Regions from separate parts of the Rattus norvegicus genome. Here region 2 is linked to region 1. Evidence: chromatin contacts called from public Hi-C data. All regions are on one chromosome and are shown on one strand. The core of a region is the stretch at or near the end of the contact, and the rest is flanking DNA. Distances in the headings are between cores, read along the strand shown.

Evidence for each region. Hi-C and Micro-C count contacts between places; a contact is called where the count stands out from the background.
Region 2: a Hi-C map of the A7r5 cell line shows a contact between it and region 1, with 2.2 times the contacts expected there. The contact joins the promoter of Slc16a1 here to the enhancer-like site in region 1. A contact is called at or near these places in 11 of 12 Hi-C or Micro-C datasets (the A7r5 cell line, the Rat2 cell line, Schwann cells and 6 more).

The regions. Positions count from the first base shown.
Region 1 is chr2:194,723,220-194,729,769 of GRCr8, reverse strand. No RefSeq gene overlaps it. Among named protein-coding and RNA genes, the nearest start is that of Lrig2, 26 kb to the right of the region's middle. Within about 2 kb of position 4,014, at least 45 of the 93 cell types and tissues checked have an H3K27ac peak or open chromatin away from gene starts, as enhancers often do. A contact at or near this core is called in the A7r5 cell line, Schwann cells and liver, where this site is marked.
Region 2 is chr2:194,809,054-194,815,756 of GRCr8, reverse strand. Slc16a1 (solute carrier family 16 member 1) reads right to left here and starts at 3,097. Exons shown (of 5, transcript NM_012716.2): 1 at 2,950-3,097.

The DNA.
Region 1 (6,550 bases), core at 2,765-5,264:
CACCACCCTTTAGCAGGGACCATGATAGTCTTTGTACGATATGCTTCTGTTGCACTCACTGCCAAACCGAGCACATGGACTTTAACCCCTGGCACACGCACACGACTGACTTGCGCTAAGATGGTTTTCCTGACCATCTCCCCTGAAATATGTATTTAATTACCACCCCTGAGACCCTTCTTCTTTATTTCAGATAATGGAGAATTTGAGTCTAAAGTTTAAACACTGTCTTTGGGATCTATTCCATAGACATTTCCACCGAGCATATTAACACACACGTACATTAACAAACCTGTTTTTCTTGTAATCTGTTTGTTTATTAAGCATCTCAGTTTAAGAACTAGAGGAGAAGCCAGGTGGTGGTGGCACAATGCTTTTGGTCACAGGGGCAGGCAAATCTCTGAGTTTGAGGCTAGCCTGGACTACAGAGCAAGTTACAGGACAGCCAGGGCTACACAGAAAAACCCTGTCTTGAAAAACAAGCAAGCAAAATTGAAAAAAAAAAAAAAAAAAAAAAAGGGTGCATGTCACCAGGCCTGGCAAAATTACAGTTTTGACTATCTTAACTGGTTTTCCTTTGGTAAGAAGCTGTGTAATACTTCACTGTATAAAACAATACAAATGTTCCAGTGAGCTGAGCAGAGCAGAATCAGTTTCTAGTGAGGAAGACTGAAGGAAGCAAAATCCACAGCACCAAAGAGACTCGGGAGTCAAATTGGTCACTTGGAAGTTACTTGTTTTGCAAGATGAGATATAGAAAAATAGCTGATACGTGTTTCTTTCAGATTGCTTCTCTGTGTAAAGTCTGTGGCAGAGTGAACATGATGACCAGTCCTACTGAAATTGTACTGTTCTTGGAAGGTCAGAGAAACTAGCTTCATTTTGCATGATGATATGGAATTTTAGCACAAGCAACTCCATTTTGAGTTTTTTTTTTTTTTTTTGGGTTCTTTTTTTCGGAGCTGGGGATCGAACCCAGGGCCTTGCGCTTCCTAGGCAAGCGCTCTACCACTGAGCTAAATCCCCAACCCCTCCATTTTGAGTTTTAACCTAGTCCTCTGAGGTACTCTTCCCCCTGCCCAAGTACAGAAAGAAGTTCAGGGAAGAACAATGGCCCCCTGCACCTTCTCTTTAAAATTCCCCAGTATTTAATACAGGACTGGACAACGCAGGAGCTCAAATGGATTTCATTGCCTTGTAAATTATGCCTTTTGGAGAAATTTGAGGTGTTTTTTTTTTTCTTTTTAGGATAATTATGCTGGTTTTGGCATATGTGATAAATGGGGACAAGAAGTGTCCTTTGTGTTAGAGCAGGAGGTAATAACAGAGGGCCTCAGTCTCGGTTATTTTGCTATTACTGTTCCGTTTGATGTGGTTGGGATGACGGCACCATAGTGCCTGTGTTGAAGGATCCATTCTCTCCTTCCGTCTTACGGACCCTGGGGTTAAGCTCAGGTCTTCAGGCTTGATGGTCAGCACCTCTACCCACTGAGCTATCTCCCTGGCTGAAACACTGCTCTTGCTTTATTTAGAGATTAGGATTTCACTTGTACCCCAGGATAGCCTTAAACTCAAGGTGCTTCTGCTTCTACTCCTGAATTTTGGAATCATCTTCAGGTCTAGCTTTAAATTGGGTAAACCAAAAAGCTAAATTACCACTGGTAGTTGTGGAGTAGAGAAGGGTGAGGATCAGCCAGTTCCTTATAAGAGGTGGTTTTTATTTTTATTTTTAGAGGCAGGATTTCATGTAGCCCAAGCTGCCCTCAAACTCGTATTTAGACAAGGTTAACCCTGAATTCTTTTATTATTTATTTATTTTTAAATTTACCTTTACTATTGGAGTGTGTGTGTTCGCTGTTGAACACTTGTACACAGCAGTTAAGTACATGCCCTGGCCCATACATGAAGGTGAGAGGCCAATTTGAAGGGGTCAGTTCTTTGTTTCATTGGTGAGTTACGGTCTCGTTGAACTTCAGTTCAGCCCTAACCTTCCATTCTTCTCCTTCTAAAGATTTTTATTTCTTTACTATGCATTCGTGCCCTATCTGCGTGTATGCCAGAATACCAGAAGAGGACATCAGATCTCAGTATAGTTGGTTGGTGGGAATCGAACTCAGGACCTCTGGAAGGGCAAACAGTGCTCTTAACCTCTGAGCCATCTCTCCAGCCCCCAAATCTCTGGATTCTTAATCCTCCTCTCTCCTCCTCCAAATGATGGGCTTACAAGTGTGTGCCCTCTTACCCTGCTCAGACAATGTTTTTGGTGTTTTTTATTTTTATGATTTCTTTTCTTTTTTCTTTTTTCTTTTTTTTTTTTTTCTTTTTTTCGGAGCTGGGGACCGAACCCAGGGCCTTGCGCTTGCTAGGCAAGTGCTCTACCGCTGAGCTAAATCCTCAACCCCATGATTTATTTTCATTTTATGTTCATTGGTATTCTGCCTGTGTGTTTGTCTGTGTGAGGGTGTCAGATTCCCTGGAACTGGAGTTACAGACAGTTGTGAGCTGCCATGTAGGTACTGGGAATTGAACCCCAGGGTCCTTCGGTTAAGAACACCCAGTGCTCTTAACCACGGAGCCATCTCTCTTTAACCCCATTAGACTTTTTTTTAAAAATGTGTTCTCTCACTGGCTGCAAGGGACAAACATCATCCCTTAAACGTCATTTGTAAGGGTTCTTCCCTGGTGACCTAATCACCTCCCAATAGCCCCTACCTTGGTTAGGTGTTAGAAGGCTTGCTTAGATTCATGAGGTCTTGGATTTGATCCCAAGCACCAGAAAAAACAGCCAACCAATCAACCCCAAAAAGGCACTCCCTCTTTGTCCTGTCCCCTCCCCTCCCCCAGCACGCCCCCCCTGCACCCCCGAACGCACACCCCCCTCACACTTTGAGAACAGGTCTAGCTATGGACTCCTGTTGTCCTGGCATTCTGGTTCTGGTCTGGGTGCGTTGGTGTTGGCATGGCCTACCCTTCCTGGGAGGTACAATATCACATGGTGGGAAATATGTAGGCCATAATACTTTCCTGTCTTTTATCTTTCAGCAGTAAACAGAAGGAATTCTCTTTAAATGCGTGAAGGGACTTTTGGCATCTTGAGGACAAGGGCTCATTCCACACGGGACTCTGCCACCCTGGAGGTCCTGGATCTGGAGAGTGCTAAACAAGGGCTAGAGGACAGCTGAGCGCAGGAATAATTCTTATTTTAATATAGAGGAGAAGCCATCCCTGCTCAGGGGTGAAGGAGAGGCCGATTCTGATTCTCCAGCCAGCGGATGAAAGAAACAGTCAATGGAGAAGCAGCCCATTATCTGGACTCAGCCCCCCTTCAAACAATGCTTTTGTTGACACATTCTCTGCTCCTTCCCAAGGGGGAGGGAACAGCAGTTGGCTGATCTGTGAAACCTTCCAGCTTGGAGTCAGAAGGATCTGGGGGAGTCATCTCACCAGAATGTTACCCCAACAAGCCCCTGACTCAAACTGCAGTCTATTCCTTATCTCTGCACCGGAACTCATAAACGCTGCTCTAGATACCATCCTGGGCCCCCTCGGAATACCTTGGAAAAGTTAAGAACACAAACGCCTGGCCCCTCCAGGCTGTTAAAACAGAATTCCAGGGTGAGGCCCAGGAAGCTGTGTTTTAACAAGTTCTGCAGGGGATAATTAGGTATGCTGAGGTTTGGGACGCTAGAGAGATTGGGGTGGAGGGTGGAGAGAGATAAACTCTTGCAGCTGTTAACGCCGGTCACTTCCTACGGCTTTCCCTCAGCAGGCCCAGGGGTTTGTTTTTTTTCTCCACTGTGGACCCCCGTTCATTTTCCCCGCTGCTGTGGGTTGGGAGGGGATGCAGAGCAGCAAGGAAAGTGGGAGGGACAGGAAAGGGGTCAGCCAAGGCAGTAGCGCTTTCTGGAATGGAAAGGCAAAGGCTTCGTGACAATGTCCCTTTGTCACTTTATGTTGATGGAACTGCAAGTCATTAGCAAGCCCAGGAGTTTGACCCGGTCTTTCTTCGGGGCCAGATCGCCCTCTGCTGCCCACCGGCAAATGACAGTCCAGGACGCCAAGGACAGGAGGAAGAGTTAGAGCAGTAGTGGGAGAGAAGAGGACAGGACCAAAAAGTCACTAGGTCACCACTTCAGGATGTAACAAAATCTTGTTAAAGTAGTGTTTGCTGGGAAGCCAATGCGGTGGGTGTTTCCAGGACACATCCAACAAACAGCAGAGTTTTGCCAAGGCCCCACTGTTCCCATGATTCCAAGCTCCACACTTGATTTGGTTCTGCAGCCGCTTTCCCCTTTAGTTCTCCCTTACCTCACCTTGGACAGTCAGAGTGTTTAATAAAATAGGGAGACAGAAGAAGAAAAGTGATGAAAATTTTTTGTGTGCAGTCATTTATAGGCATTAGTCAAGACTCGGCACCCCACCCCCACCCCCCACCCCCAATCTTCCTTTCTCAGCCTCTCTTTGTTTCTTTTGTCCCGGGGAAAGCACCATGTCTTTCAGCCTTACTTTTCCTGCCAGGGAACTCTTGCCCCACAGCTGTGGAGTCAGCCTTTCTTTCCAACTTTATTGCCCCACTTTATTGCTGTTGGGAATAAGGGTTCATGTAGGTCATTGGTTGAAAGAGCAAGGATTTTTTCCCAGCATAAAAGCTCAGGTTAGCAGTTGCTCCTGCCAGCCATGGGCAATGACCCATTTCCCCCAGCCTCTTGCCTTGGCCCACTCCAGCTGGCCTCCAGAGCCCCTCAGCTCTCCATACCCAACCCTGGGTTTCTGTAGTGGACTCAGCTCCTGCCGGGAGCCCCCTTCCTGGTCAGGTGTGGAAAATTATTTAAATTGTTGCAAGAGGTTTGGGGTGAAATAGGGCCAGGGATGTGGGAGGTGGACGGGGGTGGAGGTGAAGGTTCAGGTGGGGAGGAGGGTAAGAGTTGTAGCCAAATTCTACAGAATGTTCTGATGTCATGAAACACTTGGACTCTGCCCCTAACAGCCTCTAAACTGGGTGAGTCTGTGTGGTTGAAGTCAAGCCTTTCAACCCAAATAAAATTTTAGATAAAAATCAGACCCCATCTCTGTGTCTCTGCACTATTTTTTGTCTGTTTGTGTTTAGGTGTCTGAGACAGTGTCTCACTATGTAGCCCTGGCTAACCTGGAATACCAGAGTGGCCTGGAACTCATAGAGATCTGCCTGCCTCTGCCCCCTAAGGGCTGGGATTAAATGCATGCACCAGCACCATTGGCACATTTTTGCATGTTTAGATATTCGTACTTGTTTAGTTTTATGTTTATGACCCCAAATACATGCAAGTAATCTATGTAAAAATCAAAGCATGCTGGAGATTGTGGTAATCACAAAGCTTGGGAGGCAGAGAATTGCCCTAAATTTGAGACCAGCTTGGTCTACATAGTAGCAAGTTCCAGACCAGTCAGGGTTACAGAATAAGATTCTGTTTCCCCCCCTAGAGGGAGGGATCTTCACCATCCCCATCCCCATCCCATCCCCATCCCATCCCCACCCTCATCCCCACTCCACCTCCACCCCCGCCACCATCACCATCACCATCACCACCACCATCACATCACCATCACCATCACCATCACCATCACCACCAATGAGTATGTTGGCTAGCTTTATATCAACCTAATACAACAGTCATCTGAAAGGAGGGAACCTCATTGAGAAATTGCCTCCACAACATTGGTTGTAGGGCATTTTCTCAATTGGTGATTGATGGAGGAGGGTTCTGCTTATTTTGAGTGGTTTGATCCCTAGGCTGGTGATCCTGGGTTCTATAAGAAAGCAAGCACATACCTTTAATCCCAGCACTTGGGAGGCAGGGGTAGGTGGATGTCAGGGTTCAAGGATAGGCAGGTCTACATAGTAAGTTCCAGGACAGCCAGGGGTACACAGAGGAACCCTGTCTCACCCCCCAATGAATGAATGAAAGGAAGGAAGGAAGGAAGGAAGGAAGGCAGGAACAAAGCAAGCAAGCAGGCTGAGCAAGCCAAAGGGAGCAAGCCAGTAAGCAGTACGCCTTCATGGCCTCTGCATCAGCTCCTGCCTTTAGGTGTTGTCCCTGTTGAGTTCCTGTCCTGATGTTCTTTAGTGATGAAGTATGATGTGGAAATGTAAGCTGAATAAACCCTTTCCTCACCAACTTGCTTTTGGTCATGGTGATTTATCACAGCAAAATAGTAACCCTAACTAGGACAATGAGACGAGCCCATGCAGCCCAGGGTGCTCTCAAAATCACTGTGTAGCCAAAACTGTCCTTCTGAGAGCTGAAACTACAGTTGTATGCCATCAAGACTGTTTATGTGTTGCTAGGTATCGAACATAGGCCTCATATATGCTGGGTAAGCACTCTGCTAGATAAATTACACCCCTGGCCCTTGAATAGGCTTTGACTTCCGTTTTGCCTCTCAGCAGTCCGGTTTGAAGGCCCATGACCTGCAGGCGTCTCACCCTGGTGAGATGCTGCTTTGAGAATTGACAATAGCTAGCCAATTTCATCTTTTTCTTTTTAAGACAGGCTCTCCACTATATAATCCT
Region 2 (6,703 bases), core at 1,848-4,347, 87 kb before region 1:
CTTGGGCAAATCTGAATACTGAAGTCTTTGGTGATGTGACTGTTTAAGAGCAGGACGATGTGACGATGATTTTCTGAAGATTCCTGTCTTTCGGATAGCTGTGGATAGAGCTCAGTTGGTGAAATTATTATTTCATCTAGGATCTGGTTCACAAGCAAAGTGGAAAAGGATGGATGGTAAAGACACAGGAGTGACTCAGCTGCTTGCTACTTAGCATTTCCCAAACTAAACTGTAGAGAAGGTAAAGAGAAAACAAAAAGAAAATTTCAGCTTCACCAATAAAAACAGACAGGAGGGCAGAAATGGCTTTGAATTTAATCTATGAGTTTATAAGTCGGGCAGTTTGGGTGTAGTCACACTACCTCAGGACTCCCATTGGTTAAAACGAAGATAAAAAACTTGTATTTGCTCCAGCTAGCAACCTGAACCACATCATTAACTTCACCGTTGTTTCTCACTTCCAACACCTTACTAGTCCCCTACTCAAAAACCTGTTTCCGTCCTTTTCTCAAGGCTTCCCCAGGTATCCACATCCAGTCCCACGCTAAGAACAGCCTCTGGTCAGCCACACAAAGTTCTGTTAACTGTTTAGCTTCTTCCTGTGTCCTTACAGTGACTTAAGACACTCCACTGGCTGACACTTCCATTGCCTCTTACTATTTTTGATCGCTCTATGCTTTAGTTTTTTGATGAGATTCTCTGAGCTTCTTCTGCATGACCCCCATTACTGTCTGAACTGCCCTTTCAACCTATCACCAAACTAGTTCCCACTCCTTTGTCAAACTTCAGATTAAGTAGTATTTCCTCAGAGAGATACCTAGTGTTTCCTTCAATTGAGCATCGTCTCACACCTACAAAAAACACAGTATTTGTTCTCATGGTAACCTTACTTTCCCCTAAAACTTGATTGCTAAGAGCACTTAACTGTAGCTGCTTTCCAGCTAGACTACAAACCCAAGGGTAAATACTAGAATTCATTCTCTCCCCATCCCTAACACCTCTATCCATAATTTCCAGTTTTGTGTTCAAGTTCCACATTACTGGTCCTCATAGGAAATAAAAAGTCAAGTAGGCATTACACTGGGACCTAGACCTTGCATGACTCGCAAACTAGGACGCTCCTGAAGCACAAAGGGAATGAAAGGTTCAAGAACCTGGGAAAACACTAACCTAACACTATTTTCTTGCCTGAGTTTATAGGTATTCATGTTTATATCACCTCATCCCCCGCCCTGCCCCGCTTAATCTGTTTAGGATTATGTAAATCACAAGGCTAAAACTCCCAAAACACTCCTCAAACCAAGAACTCTCATACTTAACAAGGTCACAATCTGATACACCAACAGTATCTACTTAAACCCACAATGAAATTACTGAAACACACTCACTTAGAAATTTATCCTAGGCTGGACATAGTGACAGGCGCTTTTAATCCGAGCACTGGGGAAGCAGAAACAGGTCTGTGTTCAAGGGCAACCTTGTCTACAGAGTTCCAGAACAGCCAGGGATACAGAGAAACTGTGTCGAGCCTCCCAAAATCTGCCCCCCTCCCCAAATACCTAAAGTCTTGAATTTTTGGTCATTTTTTATGGTACTTGGAAGGCTAAGTTGTAAATCCTGGACATTTTTACTTTGTTTTTGAGAAGGGGTTTCAAAAGCCTGTATCTCCTGCCTGTACACCTTAGATTTAAGGGTAAGACCCATGGACTGCCCGCTCCCCCTCCCTTCTCTCTCTCTCTCTCTCTCTCTCTCTCTCTCTCTCACACACACACACACACACACACACACACACCAACCCCCCCCCCCCGAAGACTTGGGCTTGACTTGGTTCCTATCCTTCCTTTCTCAAATTCTCATATAATTACTAATATCACCCGTCAGCATGTACTCATTTTATTACAAAACCAAAATAATTTTTTTCAATGCCGGCGACCTTTGGAACCTCAGGCATGGTAGGTCAGTCAGGTACTCTTACCACTGAGCTACACACTCCCAGCCTAAATTAAATAACGCCTGAAGATTTCAAAGTTAGTTATGGGTAAAAAAACAAAAGTAGCTTGTCACTGTGTAACTACTAGCAGTAGCCGCCCAGTTTATAATGAGCCGCTGGAAAACGGGAAAAGACTGAAGTAGTAACACGTGCGTTTCCTGGTTGAGTGATCAGAAGCTAGTTTTCGCAACTGCTGGTTGCACCAAAAACGCCACCATAAAGAAAGGCTAAAACGCACTCCGAAAAGGGATGTACTTGGCCCAGAAAGCGTGCCCCGATCATATGTAAGGATATTTAAATCTTCTCCACAAGGATACCTTGAGACCCCGTGCCCACGGCAGGCGCGCCGAAGCCACAGGTTGGACCACAAAGAGCCCCTCTCCCAACCTCCCTCCCCTTCCTCAAAGTTCCCTGGAACCCCGCAGTCGTACCGGCGGTCCGCAATGCAGCTCCTCACATGCCTCACACCACTCTAGCAAGTCACCAGGTGGGACACCGATTGGCAGACCCGGAGGCAGGGCGGGTATGCCACGAGTCCTAAGTAACTCCCGCCCCAGTGCCTTTCCTCCGAGCAGAAGGCGGCAGGAGTGCACCACGTGAACCGGCCTCAGGTCGTCCCTCTTCCCGACCTAAGCATCTCTCCAGGCGCCGACAGTAGGCTGTACTGGAAGCGTCTCCCCCAAGGTCACCGGGCACCATGACCCGACTCCCGCAGCCCGGCGGCCGCCACCTGACCGCGGGCCCGCAGCTCGGCCGGGAGAGACGCTGTGCCCGGCGCCTCAAGGTCCCCTTCACCCACGCCACGTTCCGGGCCATGTGGCTCCGCGCGCCCAGGATGCCCTGTCGCCCGCCCCCCTTGCCCCAGGGACGAAAGTCTCCGCATGCTCGCGGGACCCCACCGGGGCACCAAGGGCACCGCGGATTCCGTGCAGCGCGCTGCCCGCTCTGCCCCGACTAACCGTTATGTGTATCTCGCGGCGCCCAGAGTGTGCGTGACGCGGCGGCGCGGGCCGCAATTCTTCGGAGCCGGGGGTCCTGCTCGTGTCCCTTGCCCGCCACCGGGCTCGTTGGCTGCAGCACCTACACGACCGACCAGTCACGTCGCAGCTCGCCACTTTGTCTGGCGGGGCAGGCGCGGCTGCCTTATAACCCGCGGGGGCCGGAGCATGCGCACAGGGGGTGGAGTCGGCCTTCTCGGCTGCCGCCCCCTCCCTGCCATACATACACCCTGCTCGGCATCTCGCGCCTCCACAAGCTGCGGTCTGCGCGTGCCCGCTCGCTCGCTCGGGCGCGCGCGCCAGCGCCCCCCCTTCCCGCCACGTGACTAGGCGCTGCGGCCCGGAGACCCCGCATCGCCCCGGGCGCTTATCCGCGCGCTCTGGGCTAGCTGCTTTTGGCGCGTGCCCGGGACGCCATCGCGGGCCTCACCCCTCAGGCTCTGGAGGAGAAAAGAGAAAAACTGCCCCGAGACCGACCCTGAGGTGCAGAGGGCGATGGCGATGGACGGGCAGAGTCGAGGGACTGGACAGCATTTGAATGGACGCTGGTAGACTCCAACATGGGCCTGGAACCCAGGCTCGGGGACCTGGGGAAGTTGCTGGAACCCTCCGGGCCTGTTTCCTCGCGCTACATCAGCCACTGTGGAGGCGTTAGGAAGTTTAATGTGCAATTTTACGCAAGTATCTCGTCACAGAGCCTGACCTGTGGCATTTGATGAACGCTAAGTTTAAGGACAAGCCGGTCAGGAGAAACTGGCCCCGGGGCGGAGGGTGTGTACGCTGGAAACGCAGTTCTGAGCATGCTCTCAGGCCAGAAGTTTATGAACACTGGATTTTGGGAACCGGTTGCAATTTTATAGCTAGTGGGATTAGGACAGTTTCATGCCAAGCACTGCACCAGAATTATCTTGTGTGATCTTCACAACCAAATGAGATAGGTGCTAAGAAGATTTTATAAATAAGGAACCCCGGGCTTCACGAAGTTAACTGGCAGAAGTCACCAGGCTAGGAAGTGGCCAACATTTAGTCAAAGCTACTGAGCCTGATGTCATAAGAGCCATTTTCGGTTCTTCAACAAGCCCAGATACCAAAGTCTCTTGAAGTGGTAAACTAGTGAATATTAATGACTAGGACCCTTAATATTTTTATAGTATTATGATATGGGTATTTGCTTGGCTGGTTTTGATTTCTTATTTTGTTTTTTGAGATAGCCTCGTGTGTATATAGCTCCACCTGGCTTGGAACTCACTACGTAGATCAAGCTGGCTTCGAACTAAGAGATCAATCTGAAAAAAAAAAAAAAAAATCAACCTGTCTCTGCCTCCTCTGAGATTAAAGGCACGCACCATCGGTGTCAATATCTTTATTTGTTTAATTTTGTGTTTTGAGACATGGTCTTACTTTGTAGCTTTGGCCGGCCTGGAACTTGTGATATAGACTAGACCGGACTCAAGACTCAAGAGATCCACCTGGATTTGCCTCTGGACTGCTATTAAAGGCACGTGCACCACCACACCCGATGAGAATATTTTTTAAAGAAGTCAGGCCTTCTGACTTCCAAGGCGATTACTGCATACCAGGACCCTGTGCTCCCCGTCATTTGCTCTCCGGCCTCTCCTCACCTACACTAGTTTTCCTCACTAGTTTGAAATAGGCCCTATACCTTCTTTTGTGGATGAAGAACTAGAGATTGAAAAGAGGCCCTGTGTACTGTCATCTACCCTCTGCCTTCTTTCAGAGTGAAGAGTTCAGCATGTTAGTAGGATCCAATTTGAAATCCACTACCAAGTGCTGCTTATGAGCAGTAATTTGCCTTTTTTAAAAAAGTATTATATAGAGGTTGGGGGTTTAGCTCAGTGGTAGAGCACTTGCCTAGCAAGTGCAAGGCCCTGGGTTCGGTCCCCAGCTCCAAAAAAAAAAAAAAAAAGAAAAAAAAAGTATTATATATTACACTGTAGCTGTCTTCAGACACACCAGAAGAGGGCATCTGACCTCATTACAGATTTTTGTGAGCCAACACATTGTTACTAGGATTTCAACTCAGGACTTCTGGAAGAGCAGTCAGTGCTTTTAACCACTGAGCATCTATTTCTCCAGCCCAATAATTTGCCTTTTATAGCTGATAAATACATAGAAGGAAAAAAATCTCTTCAGATTATTGGGTGGTTGGAACTTAAAACAGTTGTGGTTTAGGAATGTTAGGATAAGACTCAGTGATGGAACATTTAGCTTGCAGGAGTCTGGCCCCTATTTAGATCTTCAGCACCACAGAAAGGGGGCAGGCGATACTTGGAGTGTTCTGGTGGTAACAGCATTCAGGGAGACGGTTTGAAAAGGTGAGCTAGAGAGATGGGAAGTTTCTGGATGGTTTTGGTTGGTTGGGTTTTGTTTTTGTTTTTTTCCTTGAGGATGTAGTGTCTCATTCATCCAGGGCTGATCTCAAACCTTACCCCTGTATCCGAGGATGTTCATAAACTTGTGATTCTCTCTACCCTCCCACACTGAAATTGCAGGTATGAACCCGATTACCTGGAGTTTTATCTTTGGTACTTGACAACTTAACTTATACAGCGCATAGGCGGTATATAGTAGGCAAGTCAAGCCTCATTCTCCGCTCTGTTCAAGAATGGTCATACCTAGCCCATAGCCTACCTTCTAGGGTTGCTGTGACAATACAGTTATACAACTAAGATTTACTTCAGACCTCATCCTCCACCCCAGTGCTTTGGTCAGGGCTCTGCTACTAATGTGTAGCTCCAGCCTGTTTTGTTCTTATCTCACTCAAGTTTTATTCATTTAAGAATAATCTTTTGGGGGTTGGGGATTTAGCTCAGTGGTAGAGCACTTGCCTAGCAAGCGCAAGGCCCTGGGTTCGGTCCCTAGCTCCGAGAAAAAAAAAGAAAAAAGAAAAAAAATCTTTTGGAAAATCTGGCTTTTTAGGGCTGTGGAAGGAGATTAGAGTAATAATGTACAGGAAGGGTTAAGAGATGAATGGACTGGGTGGTAGTGGTGGTGGTGGTGGTGCACACTTTTAAGCAGTTGGATCTCTGTGAGTTAAGGCCAGCCTGGTTTACAGAACAAATTCCAGGACAGCCAACGATATACAGAAAAACCCTGTCTAGAAGAAACGAGAGTGGGAAAGAAGAGAGGCTAAAGATTTTTTTCCATAAAACTTAATCTAAAACCCTAAAGGGTATCCATTAGCACCTACTTCCAAGGCACCGGGCAGGATTATAATCTTGTTATAGGTTATGGTATAATTTTGTTTTCAGAGAGAGCTAGCAACATTTTGAAGTCTTAGACCCTACATAACCTGGATTGGGGCAGAGAAGGACTTAATGTGAGTCAAATCCAGGCTGGAATCAGAAGACCTAGTCCCATAATTGCTCTCTGGGCAGTTAATTAACTGAACTCCTTAACTGAGCTCCTTCTTTAAGTAAGTTAAAGATAATACTGAGACGCTTGAGCTGTTGTGATAATCAGTGAGATAGTATTTGCAAAAGTGATTAGTAATTCTTTGAAAGACCCCATAAGTTTTATGAATTAATACTTTTACACTTATTTAGTGAGTGTGAAGAAACTATTGTAGGTAATCAGTCCTCTCTTTCCACCGTGTAAAACCCAAGGATTGAACTCAGGTTGTCAAGCTTGGCAGCAAGTTTCTACTGAACCATGCTGGACCATAAATTACCATCACTGTTATTTTTACAAGCTG